2 separate regions of the Zea mays genome follow, and region 2 is linked to region 1. A link is a contact called in public Hi-C data. All regions are on one chromosome and are shown on one strand. The core of a region is the stretch at or near the end of the contact, and the rest is flanking DNA. Distances in the headings are between cores, read along the strand shown. Region 1 holds the start of LOC100277965. Region 2 holds the start of LOC100304293.

Evidence for each region. Hi-C and Micro-C count contacts between places; a contact is called where the count stands out from the background.
Region 2: a contact with region 1 is called in a Hi-C map of ear, with 4 times the contacts expected there. The contact joins the promoter of LOC100304293 here to the promoter of LOC100277965 in region 1. A contact is called at or near these places in 3 of 25 Hi-C or Micro-C datasets (ear, endosperm and tassel).

Annotation. Positions count from the first base shown.
Region 1 is chr7:138,751,027-138,754,295 of Zm-B73-REFERENCE-NAM-5.0, forward strand. LOC100277965 reads right to left here and starts at 1,433. Exons shown (of 3, transcript NM_001367301.1): 1 at 883-1,433; 2 at 331-742. The coding sequence starts at 1,259. It overlaps LOC100277694, which reads right to left. Exons shown (of 1, transcript NM_001151196.2): 1 at 2,307-3,269. The coding sequence ends at 2,574.
Region 2 is chr7:139,469,232-139,472,538 of Zm-B73-REFERENCE-NAM-5.0, forward strand. It overlaps LOC100304293, which reads left to right and starts at 1,514. Exons shown (of 12, transcript NM_001165735.1): 1 at 1,514-2,311; 2 at 2,501-2,630; 3 at 3,081-3,141; 4 at 3,249-3,307. The coding sequence starts at 2,521.

The DNA of each region.
Region 1 (3,269 bases), core at 183-2,682:
AGCATAGGGATACTTGTCGACACTAAGAAACAATTTTTTCATACGATTAGATTAACTATTGTTTTTATCAAAAAACCTTTGAATCAAGTAAGAAATTATAAGGTCATAGGACTATTTGTTATTTTGTAAATCAGAATATTTTGAAGCGCTTCTTCACAACCTCTACGGTGCTATTGGTCCCAACCAGAAGTCATCCTACTCGGGCAAACCGTACGCGCAAATCAGGTACTAGCTTCTATTCACATGTCACGCCATTTAACATTTCTAAGGAGAGCCGTTAATGAAGGCCAGGGTGGGAGTCACGACTATAGTAATTACCGAGGCACCTACCTCGCTGTCGTTTTCGCGTAACCGGTCCAGCACGCAACCGAGCTTGGCCAAGACCGCGTCGAGCAGGAAAGTGAGCGGAGAGGACTTGGACGCCTCCGCCTCCGCCTCCTCCTCTTCAGCGTTCCCGCTTCCACGGCGGCGGCGGCACAAGCTCGCCGAGCTCCGCACTTCGCTGCTGTCTTTGGAATCGACCGCCGACTCAACGGACGCTTCCTGTTTCGCAACCTTCTCCTCCTTAGACCCGTCGCCTAGCTGGCTGGGATGTTTGGGCGGCTTCAGATCTGTGGAGTTCGACTCCCTGCATGAGCACCCGGGCTCCTCGCTTGAGAGGCGATCGTGGTCGCTCACAGCCTCGCCGGAGGCTCTCTGCTCCCGCTCCGCTTTCAGCCGTTTCACTTTTGACTGCAGCGTCCTGCGCGAATTTAAAAAAAATGAGATTAGCCTCCCATTAAATAAATCCCCACCGAACGATCATCATCAAACGGTAAGGAAAACGGGTCCAAAACGTATTTTTTTCTACTTTAGAAAATTTCTCCTCACCGGATCCCTTACCCGATAGAGAGATCGCATCGCTCGACGTCGCGACGGAGCTCGGCGACGCGCAGCCGCCGGAGCTCGTCCACCCATCCCTCGGCAGCGGAGGCGTCGGGATCCTCCTCGGCCTCCTCGACCCCGCCGCTGCCGACGGTGGAGAAGCGGCGGTGGAGGTGGCGGAAGCGGAGGCGGCAGCTGTGCGGCGTGAGGCCTGGCCGCGCCGCCACGGGGATCCGTGTCTGCACCTCCATGGCCACCGAGTCCCAGCTCGCCGTGCCGTGCCGCGTCACGGCGCACGCCAGGAGCAGCTCCTCCAGCGTTCCCCAGATCTCCCCGCTCTTCCCGGCTGCCGCCGTCGCCTCCGACTCCGGCGACACGTCGGTGCCGTCCGCCATCCTTCCTGCGTTCTCGTCCGTGAGGCAGTGGAGGTGTGGTGGTCTTAGGCTCTCAGCCCTGGTCCGTTGCCCTCGTCTCCGTTGCTTTCCCCCGTCGCCTTTTGCTTCCTCGGCCCGGATTGATTTTTATCGGTAAAGAAGATGGCATGGTGGTCACTGGTCATGGAAATCAGCCATTCAGCCGCGCCCCGCGCGCACCCTGGCCCAGGGGCTTTTCTGTAAAAACATCGGAGTGGGTCCACCTACGGCTATTTCTTGTGTAATGACCGTGTTGTCCCTGGTCAGTGGTCAGCTACCACCAGGCACCAGCTTGCTGTTTGCTAGTACGTACGTGTGCGTGCGCTCGTTGTCTGGCAAAGCACAATCTACACGACTGCACTAGGCACCGGAATAAAACTGATCGTCTGATGGAGCTAAACCAAGTCCAAAGCATCCAAAATTCAATCGATGGGAATAACATGATCCGGAAGGTATATTCTGGTAAGCAATTGCAGAATATCGTTTTTAACAAGTTTACAAGGCTGCCTGTTTATTTGAAAAGCAATCTGCTTTTAAAATTAGTTTCATGAGTTCTTAGATATTTTGTTATGTGTGTGGCAAACAAGTTTCTAGCGAAAGAAGCTTAAAAAACCAGACCCTAGTTCGTGGCCTATCTTCTGAGGCTTATTTAATTGATGTGGTGGAAGGAAAGTGTCAACTGTTTTGGTTGAATGATGAATGAGCTTGATCTGTCGGTTTCAGGTTGTACGAGTTCGTGCCTTGTGCCCAAATCTAACATCGATCGTCGCCCTGAATGCCCTAATTTAACATAGGATTTTCGAAAGGGTATCATTGAAACAATTCAAAGTTCTATTGGAGCATGTCGGTGGCCATGGCAGACCATTAACATTTCAGAAAGCCGTGGTTTTTATTTTATCAACCAAGTCCCTTAAGATATATGCAACTTTCGAGCATCAACAACGCTCAACGCTCGATTCAAAGGAACAATTGCACATACAGAAATGTCGCTGAGAGTAATGCTGCATCCTTCAAAGGTGGCCCCCGATAAAAAAAACTAATCCTTCATTCATTTTAGATCGCAAGTTGCGGATTTATACAGAACGGATAATATCCTAACACAAACAATGGAAATAGAATATAGGCAAAACTACTACATCACCTATGGAAAATGGCTACCTCACAGCCCTTACCAATCTTCTCCATTGAGGAAGCATTATTATTAAGCACAAAACTTGACACAGCCGTCAGCAGCCATATCATATTGTAGCGCTTGCAGTGTCAGCAAGCCCTATGGCCCCCCTATCTAGGTGTTTCCTACTTTCGTCTGGCCTCCAGCGCCTTCTTCAACCCCTCACTTGCATCATTGGAGGCCGGTTTCGTCCCACTGTCTCCCAAATCCTTAGCATCGCTGTGAAAATGGTGATCTGGTTTCGACACGAATGAACGCTGTGGATGTGGCACTGTTGCTGGCAGCTTACGTCCATCGCCTTTGCTGGCTCCAACCTCTGCACGCAAGTCCTCGACTGCCAGACGCAGCATGGTGCTCTCAGCATTCAGCTCCTCCAATTGCCTCTTCATTAGTGAGAACACCTCGCCCTCGGCTGCTGGTGGGGCATCTTTCTTCCTCTTCTTATCCGTTTCAGACTGCGAAGGCACCTTGGGCGTGTGCTCGATGGTGATCTTGTTCATCACCAGCAGCGGCAGCTTGCTGATGGCGAGGCTCCCAGCCTTGCGCCCGTACCCGTCGTCTGCGAGCGCGGCCTTGATCTCCGGCGGCACGCGCAGCCCCCACTGGAACCGCAGGCTCGCCTTACTCCACAGTGGCAGCACACTCCTGGTCGTGAGCCGCATCCTGGACAGCAGCGCGCCCACGCCGCCGCCGCCGGTCCCGGCGGCGGCCGCCACGTTCGCCGCGAACCCATTCCCAGAGAAGGAGAACCCGTTACCGTGCGCTTTGCGGTCGTGGTCGTCGCCGTTGGTGACGAGGTCGGACATCTTGACCGACAGCGG
Region 2 (3,307 bases), core at 264-2,763, 720 kb after region 1:
GGCCCGGGCCCGGTGAAGCCCGGCCCGTTTTGGGCCCGGCCCGCCAGGCACGATTAAAAAACCGGGCCGGGCCGGCTAAGCACGCGGGCTCAATTTCTTGTCCGAGCCCGGACCGCAACGGGCTTAAACGGGCCGGGCCGGCCCGTTTAGCACGAAAAAAGCGGGCCGAAAAGCGGGCTATACGGGCCGAAAAGTACGTTTTAGTGTAAAAAAAGCGGGCTTAACGGGCTTAGAGCTAAACGGGCCGTGCCGGGCTAGCCCACCGTGCCTAATTTCCTGTCCGAGCCCGGCCCGCTTATTCGTGCCGGGCCGGCCCGGGCCCGTATATAACCGGGCCGTGCCAGGCTCGGACCGGGCCCAAAAAGCGGGCTTCGTGCTGGGCTCGCGGGCCTCGTGCTTATTGGACATCTATATTCTTGGCCGTGTTTGTTTACTCGCGGGGTCGGGCTGGCATATAAAAAATTACGAGCGCGGATTCGTCGCCATCGGAGCTTGGCTACTTGGACGGACCCCCATCTCGGATCTCGCCCCCCCCCCCCCCCAATCCCCCTGTCACTCCGATCTTCATCTTCGGCCGCGAACCCATCCTTTCATCATTATTAAATCAACGGCGAATGATGGCCATGGCCTGCCGTAGCAGCAGCACTAGTAGTAAAATCTGATGCGCTGCGAGTTGCTGCGACGCGTGCGATACAGTGTGGTGGGACTCACAGACGTACGTCTGTTCGTGTGGCAGGCACAGCGCGGAATCGCATGCCGCTGTTTGTCCGCTTGCCTGCCTCGCGACTCGCGAGTGCGTGCGTGCGTGCACGGAACGCACGCCGAATCTCCCCGGCCGGGCTTGTTGGCTCCTTGGCACGCACGTCGCGGTAGACGACAGTGACCCGGTGCTCGCCTCGCCTCGGCGGTGGGTGATGAGGTCCTCCTTTACAACTGTGCTCGTTTTTTTTTTCTCACCCTGCATTATTGCGGAGATCAGATCACAGGCCTGCAGGACAAGGGAGGGGAGGAGGAGGAGGAGACGATGAGATGTTGCATCAGAGCGGAGGAGTTCAGAGGCCGATCTCTTCTGTCTTCTCTCTCTTTCTCTTTTGGACAGGGGGGGAGAGGGTCACGGGAAGGAGCAAGGCGCCACCAGCCGACCAGCGTTGGACTGCTCTTGGTGCAAGGCACCGTCGGTTCGGTTTGACCACCCGCCGCCAGGGCTGGCTGGCTCACTCAACCCGAGCCGCGTTGCGTCTGCTCCACAGAAAGGTGCAACTGTTTGCCCCTCTTTGCAGTGTCAAAGAATCGGACATGTTCACCCAGATCTTTAAGCAACCAAAAACCCTTTTTGTGTGTTTTGGCCTGGTTCCAGTTCCACGAACAAGAGAACCAACGTACACAGAGCGTACTGGTAAATGGCAGAGCCTAATGCTGTGTAGGTGAATCGGTGATTGACCAAGAATGGTGATCTTCTTGGTCATGAACCCTGGCAACGCTACTTCCCCCAAAGCAGCAACATGAGAAGCCAGTAACCAAATCCCACCTGCCCTCCCTGCTCCCCCACCTAACAATACTCCATGATCCATCCATCCATCCTCACATATCCTTTGCCACAAATACAAAACAAGATTTGGTGCCTGCCTGCCTGCCTGCTTGTGACGCTGCTACTGATCCGGCCAGATTATCTGCTGCTACTGATACATACAGCCAGACTATCCGCTGTTATCATTACCACTACCAGTGGTGATTAGATTGCAGTGGTTGATTTGGGGGGAGATGGAGTAGGCCGCTAGCCTTTCCCTGTTCCTCCGGTTAAAGAATTAACAGCGGTGGGACAACGAGGATTGATGCCCACTGTCCGATTAATTGATTCCTCTTTCTTCCTCCTCCCTCCCTTTTAATACCCGCCCTTGCTTTCCCTGCCCGTCTTTTCCATTCCCATTTGTTTTGGCGGCGGCGGCGGCTGCCGCGCCACCAGCTTTCCTGTGCCTCTTTCGCCTCGCGGGCTATTTCTCCTCCTCCTACCTCTCGGCCTCGTCCTTATACGAGCGCCATTGTGAATTTTCGAGCAGCAGCTAGCTAGCCTGTCGTCTCCTCCCTCTTGTTCTTGGCTACTGATCCTGTTCTGTCGGCGATATCCAAGAAAACAAAGACTTGGTCTTTTTCCTCTGCGTGAGCGAGCTGAGTGAGGGAGCTCACTTCTTCGAACAGCCGGAGCCTGGAGCAGCAGTTGAGCTCCCCCGGAGAAAGCTGAGCCACGGCGCCTTTGTTGCTCTCCGCCGCACATGGACAGACAGCTCGCTCTTCCCGGCAGTAACAGCTCAAGGTATGGGCATGGCGACCCTGCTCCTGCCGCCAGATACTCTACCGCCGCTACAGTAATGCTTGCTAACCCAACCGACAAGGTCGCTGGGAGATTGATCCGGTGCATCGCTAGCTGTGTGGGGATCGCTTCCGTTGCACATGCTACTCTTCTTGGCCATGGACTGAAAAAGGCTGTGGCGCCTGGACGCAGGTTCTAGGTCTCGGTCGGCGATGGAGAGGGAGTCGAGGTCAAGGGTGCTCTCGGAGACGGCGTCCTGCGCCGGCACGCCGAGGTCGGTTCAGTCGACTTGCAGTCTCCAGCGCCGGTACTCTTCACGGAGGTTAGTTCGCGCGCTGTACTTTCTCTCGCACGCGCCCTCTCAGCTCTCAAACGCTGTGAAACCTGAATGGAGATTTATTTTTTTCCTCTCCCGTCCTCTACACGCAGCGATTTTTTGCATTGTTTCAGTTCGGCAGCCTATTAACTTCCTGCTGTACAATTCAACCGTCCTCTTCACGCCGCATCGAATTCCTTTGGGCCACAAGTACAGTACCCGCTAGCTGTAGTGTAGTCCACTGCCCGGAGACCATCCTCATGAACACCGGTTGACAATGGTGCCAGGCTGCCAGCATGCATGGATCGAACTCACACTGGCTGTAAAAATAGTTTTCGTGCAGAGTTTTTTTTTTGTTCTAATGTCAGCAAGGCCTAGGGCGACTTTCAGCTGATTTGCGCCAGCATATCAAGATGGAAAAAAACTGTTCTAATCATTTACTGCTTGTCATCTTAGCATTCTGAAGCCACATGATGGCGCACTGGACATGTCGCCACGGTTCTCCTACTGCAAGCCTGTGAGTAAATTAATCGGACCTATCTTGCTGTATGTATATATATATATATCCTGCATAGGCATTTCTCCAGTTTACTTACTGTAATGACTTTTTTTTTTATCATGCAGGCCGCCGACAGAGAGAAGATGTTCAACAGAAGACACTCCCTGAATTTACCAGAGCAATT